Linked DNA regions of Gasterosteus aculeatus: region 1 is linked to region 2. The links are chromatin contacts, called in public Hi-C maps. All regions are on one chromosome and are shown on one strand. Each heading gives the region's core, a stretch centred on a gene start, on an enhancer-like site or on the middle of the called end of the contact. The rest is flanking DNA. Distances are from core to core; before and after follow the strand shown.

Evidence for each region. A called contact is a pair of places that touch in the nucleus more often than the background predicts.
Region 1: a Hi-C map of liver shows a contact between it and region 2, with 2.7 times the contacts expected there. The contact joins the enhancer-like site here to the promoter of chsy1 in region 2. A contact is called at or near these places in 5 of 6 Hi-C or Micro-C datasets (liver, skeletal muscle, tail fin and 1 more).

Annotation. Positions count from the first base shown.
Region 1 is chr12:1,511,115-1,514,460 of fGasAcu3.hap1.1, reverse strand. No RefSeq gene overlaps it. Among protein-coding and RNA genes, the nearest start is that of chsy1, 39 kb to the right of the region's middle. Within about 2 kb of position 1,835, at least 1 of the 9 cell types and tissues checked has open chromatin away from gene starts, as enhancers often do. A contact at or near this core is called in liver, where this site is marked.
Region 2 is chr12:1,472,284-1,475,479 of fGasAcu3.hap1.1, reverse strand. chsy1 (chondroitin sulfate synthase 1) reads right to left here and starts at 1,749. Exons shown (of 3, transcript XM_040164490.2): 1 at 1-1,749.

The DNA of each region.
Region 1 (3,346 bases), core at 586-3,085, 39 kb before region 2:
TGATCTGCTTGTTGATTGACAGGTTAAAGAGACTGAACCACCAGCGGGTTTGTGTCACGTTGAATGCAACTAAGAAGCCATTAGAAATCAAAGACTACCGATGTCCTGTTCTACATACAGCCTTCTTTCACAGCTCATCAGTGTCTCCTTAATCACATTGGATACAAAAATAACTGCTCAGAACATTTTTTTAACATCATGTCTAAAGAAAATATTCATTCCAAACTAAATAAATGACCAAATTGTGAGATTCTGATTTGTAATCAACACAACAGAAGTGCTGTGAGATCATCCACTGGCCTGTTTTCATTTGAGCCTGATGAATCTACATAGTTCAAACCCCTCCAGCCGACCGTGGTGAGTAAACCTGTAAATCACTGCTGAGTGATTCAGCGGCACAAATAGACCTGATAGACAGATTGAGAAGGACCTCTTTACAATCGCAACTTCTTGACCACTGACCCCCACTGAGATCCATTTTCCTAAAAAAGGAAATCAGGCACCCAGGATGCTGATAAAGCTGCAAACCCGAGGAGCCCAGCATGTGAGGCGTGGACAGCAGACAGGTCCTATCTGATCAGCTGTCTCTCCGTGGGGTCCTTCACCAAGCCAAACAGGAAGCCGAACACAAGTGCTCGCTCATATTTTACTGCAAACATTTCCCGGATGGCGTGTTGACGACTGCAGGAGAAAATAGTTATAGGAAACAATTTAATAAAATGCACAAAGAAGAAGAAAAGACTGATGTGGACGATGTAACACATGGATGTCATTAGTTTGCTACATAGTCAGAAGAGGTAAATGGTTATTTGTTGTTGTGTCTTGTTCTGGACCCACACAAGTTGGCAAATGCATGGTTACCATAACAACCTATTCGTATCGTGCATTTGATCATAACTGAGCATCTACGTTTTTTTTTCTAATACCACTACTACTATACAATATGGGACAGGCAATCAGGTTAAGTACTTCCTTTATTTTCATTCTGGGGAATAAACTAAAGAACTGAGTTTATACTTTGGAACAACCGGGTAAAGTGGAATGTAAGGACCACACTGCAGGTCTATATGTCCCTGTGCATGGGGAAGCCTGAGGGAGGGGGCTTTATGTGGACTGACCCTGCTGACGTTCATGTTGTGTCCCAGTGAGTGTCATGGCAACAGCACTGCAGCCGCTGAATAACTCCGTTAAGAGTCATTGCATAAACAATAAAATGTAACACCAGATAAATTGGTCCAAATTACACTGCACTGTAGATTGTAGAAAAATTTGACCAGTTCGACGGAAGAACGTGGCTGCCGTGCACAGAGCTCTGAAGGATTCTAAAGGGTCTGAACATTTATTTCATTGATACAGCATACAGGCTGCGTCTCACTCGGTCGGCTGCGTCCTCCTGAGGCTGCTCATCGCCGACCAACGCAGCCCTCCAGTCGGTGGTTTGGGACACTGGGAGACATCAAATTTATGAAGGAACACATCGGATTGCAATAGACAAAAAATGCTTAACAAACCAGAATGTGTTTAATATGTTAGACCTGTAATGACTGCTTTGCACACTTTGCAATCTTTCAATCAGCTTCACCTGGACCTTCCATTCTTCCCCTCCCCCCACATTTGTCCGAATGACCCTCAAAACCCACAAAACTATTGATTTATTGACACTAACCACTATTTTTAAGAAACGTTAGGGTTAGGCGGCAGAACCACTTAGTCCCGGTTGAGGAGAGACGTCCTCAGCGAAGGACCTCAGTGCTCCGGGTGGGAGCAGCATGGTGGTCTCAGGGTTGTGCCGCGTTTGTCCTCCTTTGTAGCTGCTGTGTACTTTGTAGGCAGCTCCGTCCGACGCATAGTCCCGTGGAGGCCTTTAGCTGTTACTAGGTTGTGGGCGTCAGACTACAGTCAGACTACAGTGTGACTAATGGGTTCAGAGGCTGCTTGATTATAAAATGCCCCCCCCCCCCCCAAAGCCTCTTCTGTTCCCCACCAATGCCTGTAGTTCAATGTCTGAAGGCAGAGACAGAGTTCGGAGGATGTGGCAAATTCAAATCAAATGTATTAAATAAAACTTAAATTCGTTTTTTACAGTTTATTCTTGGGATTTATATATTTAATATGTGTGTCATCCAATTTTTTAGAACGTTACAATGACAAATGCAGCAGTCACGCATAAGATGTAAAAAACCCATGTTGCACGTGCACACTTCGATCCTGTGTTTTTAAATATCTGCGGCAAAAAGCAAAACCAAAGTCCCAGGCTGAGTTTATGTAAGGATGCTGATTGGCTAAATCTTATGTCTTAATTTTTTTTATTTAGTCAGCAATTGGCTGAAATGCTTCTTAGACCCGCCCCTAGCTCAGCTAAAACACACAATAGGCAGGGACGTGCAGGGAAATCTTTTGCGTAGATATCATATCATCAAACATTTATTTAATATTACTGGGGACATTCCATATTTCAATTTTTTTTTTAAATAATTTAATATTATTTCTTTTTTCTTTTCAAGGAGGGGCGCCGCCCCATTACCCTCTATTGGCCAGCTGCCAATGGTGTACTGAAAATGGAGATTGCTTCATGCCAGGTCTGTGTGGCTCCAATGACAGGAGATCACCCATCGTCATCACCCATTGGTTTAGTTAGACAGGTAGATCTGTCAGTCACAAGGTAGCCCCGGCCTAAAGCATCCCCTGCTTAATGGTTTGTTTGACTTTAAGTGAACCATCATTTAGTAAATGAACATCATGCCGTGGCCTTGCTGACATCTGCTGCTGCCATCCTCATCATTATCATTTTAAATATTAATCATATTACTGTAATCATAAACCAACATTACCCTCTCCTCTTTGTGCTCTCCCTCCCCACAGGCTTCTGTGGATGGTGGTTCTGTCAGATGGTGGTTCTATCTGATGGTGGTTCTATCTGATGGTGGTTCTGTCTGATGGTGGTTCTGTCTGATGGTGGTTCTATCTGATGGTGGTTCTGTCTGATGTTCTATTTGATGGTGGTTCTATGTGATGGTGGTTCTATGTGATGGTGGTTCTACCTGATGGTGGTTCTGTCTGATGGTGGTTCTGTCTGATGGTGGTTCTGTCTGATGTTCTATTTGATGGTGGTTCTATCTGATGGTGGTTCTATCTGATGGTTCTATGTGATGGTGGTTGCCCCTGCAGTGGTCCTGCTGTGCGCCTGGCTTACTACTCACAATTACTTGAATAATTTCTGTCATATAATTGCATGTATTATACATTGTTCATTCTGTACACATGGCATCCATTGTAGTCTGTCCATCCCGGGAGTGGGATCCCTCCTCTGACGTTCTCACTAAAGTTTCTTCCCTTTTTTCCCTCT
Region 2 (3,196 bases), core at 500-2,999:
TGTGTTTATGAGGAGTTATGTTGTATAACACTTCTTGGTTTGGCGAATGACTCGATAGACTACAGTACCCATGAGCCTCAGCCGCCGTTGCCATGGAGATTAATCCAGCATGAGGTGCGGAGGCGAATTCAAAACTCGTCGCTATATCTGTTTTTAAAAACAAAAAATACCCCAGAGAATAGCTTCAACCTGACTACTGCTTCCTACGCTCTATAAGTTCGAGACTGTTGATTTAAAGCTGGCAGAAATGCCCTCTGGGAATTGTAGTTCCATTGACGTTCCCCAATTTGATTGAACGATGAAGCGCTCAACTTTTACATGAAAATCCCCCAAAACGTGGTCAATAAACCCGTCTGTGACCTTCAGTTGCTCTCAAATTGCTTTTAGAGTCAAACGACTGAAACAACTATGATAATATTAGTTATATGTCTCAGTTATTTACTGCCTAAATAATGATTGTGACACCAGAATACTGTATATAATAGTCACCAACAACTTCTCCACGTAGCAGCACTTTGAAAGCAGCAGAAAAATGAGCCTGCATTAATAATCCAGGCTCATGTTTTTGCTCACAAGTAATGTCAATTTCAGTGTGAAGATGGAACAGAAAAACATATGTTATAGTCACCTGTGTCGTATTTTCAGTTTTTGTAAGGTTTTAGAGGTGAAGAGTTGTTTGTTGTTATATATTTGTTTTGTTATAGCAGACCTACGTTTGTTCTTCATAAGAAAACCTCCCCAAAAGGTATTTCTAGCAGAACAGCCACAAGGCAGCTGCCTGGCCTGCAGCTCCTCCACGTGGTCGGTGCCGTGGTCTACAGTAGTTTTGTGTGGGTTCTCTTTCCACAGAAGTTAAATGTATTAAGGTCCTGGAAAAACCTCGTCGCTTGTACATATATAAGGGATTGCACATCTAACAGTCCTTCCTGTCCACACGGCCGAAGGGCTTGAATTTGAATGACAGGGGGGGGGGGCATTTCATTATTACGTAATGAAATGTAATTGATCAAACACTGCATCATTCATTTATTCAATCTGACACTATTCTTAAAAACATTTTTAAATGAAGGCCATCCCTATATCGATGAAATATGTTAGTGTCAAACATTGACGCCCGAAAGCACACAGAAGCATGAAGCAAACCAAACACGTGGTTCACAACAAATACTCAATTTCTTCCTTTTTGAGTAACCTCTTCCAAAAGCAAGTGACAAGCTGCATTTTCCTTCTGAGGCCCTGTGTGGTGTTCATGGGACCTGCTGCTACCAGAGCAGCAGCTTTCCATTAAGACTGTGAGGAGACGAAGCTGCATCTACTTTCCCTTTAACCTCTTAAATAATTGTCAGAGAAAAGCCATAGTGCTTCACGGTAGCTCTGCTGTGTTTGGGTGCTGTGGACGCACAGTTCAGTCAACAAAATCCGATCTGAGTCTCTTCTGACCATTTTGCTACACGGCATCAGAACCTACAACGTGTTTCCTTGCCAAGTAAGAGAGTCCGTGTGGTTGCCAGAGACCGGCGCTGTGTACTCTCTGAGATGGTTGTCACGTGTAGAGCTACTAATCCAGTTTGGTCTGGCATCCAGTCAGGCAGCCTCAGAGGCTTTGTGAATGACTCTTCTTCTTTGGTTGTAAATGTGTAATTTGTCACAATCTGCTGTTACCATCAGTGTGAGCTCCTGGGGTCCGTTTCATGAAGCGGGTTTAGTGGAAACTCAGTTTGTTAACCCTGAGATGAGGGAAACTCTGGCTTGTCTGTTTCACAAAGGGAGGTTACTAAAGCTTAGGGTCAGTCACCATGGTAACTGAGCCTGTCAACGTCACCTGGTTTTCTTTCGTCTTTCACAGGCTCCTCCCTCTGACAGCAGCCCAGCCAATCACACATCGGCTTTCATTTCCTCATTCATTCAAGTACTCTGCATCAGGTGTATTTTAGCGCAGTTTCCACATATGAATAAAATAAGATCTCTGTTACGTTATAGACTAGTGTTTTCTTGAACATGTCACGTCCTTTTCTGGATTTTCTTCACAGTCCATCAAATATGTACATGACCGTACCGTCCTCTTCATCGCTTCATCTCTTCGGCTTTGGCACCGAGCTCCTGTTGCATCTTCGTGCGAGCTGCTTCCATGGCTTCTTGTCTTCTTGCCACCAATGCTGCATGCTTATTCCCCACAGTAGAATTCATGACAATTAGCCTCCACAACTGAGCAATGTGCACTCCTAGCTAACAGTAGTTAACTAGTTAACTCCTAGCTAACAACTAATGGAAAGAATATGAATCAACAGGTTTGGGATGGCTGGTTGGAATAAAAACTCCCCATGGACTCTTTCACAGGCATTCTAACAAACAGAGTAAACAATGTAATTTTCCCAGTGGAAATGAGTAAAAACGTATGGATTATGATTAGTGTGTACAGCTGTCGCCAAACGTTTTGAGAATGACACATTTATTGGTTTTCACAAAGTTTGTTGCTTCAGTGTTCTTAGATATTTTTGTAAGATGTTACTATGGTATACTGAAGTATAATTACAGGCATTTTAATAAGTGTCAAAATATTTTATTGACAATTACATAGAGTTTATGCAAAGATTCAACATTTGTAGCGTTGACCCTTCTTTTTCAAGACCTCTGCAATTTGCCCTGGCATGCTGTCAATTAACTTCTGGGCCACATCCTGACTGATGGCAGCCCATTCCTGCATAATCAATGCTTGTCAGACTTTGTGGGTTTTTGTTTGTCCACCCGCCTCTTGAGGATTGACCACAAATTCTCAATGGGATTACGGTCTACAGAGTTTCCTGACCATGGACCCAAAAGTTCGGTGTTTTGTTCCCTGAGCCACTTAGTTATCACTCTAGCCTTATGGCAAGGTGCCCCATCATGCTGGAAAAGGCAAAAGGCATCAGAGAAAATGACTTTACCCCAGTCCTCAGCAGTCCAATCCCTGTACCTTTTGCAGAATATCAGTCTGTCCTTGATATTTTTCCTGGAGAGAAGTGGCTTCCTTGCTGCCCCTCTTGACACCAGGCCATCCTCCAAAAGTCGTTGCCTCACTTTTGCACTTGTGCAGATGCACTCACACCTGCCTGCTGCCACTCCTGAGCAAGCTCTGCACTGGTGGTGCCCCGATCCCTCAGCTGGATCAACTTTAGGAGACGATCCTGGCGCTTGCTGGACTTTCTTGGGCGACCTG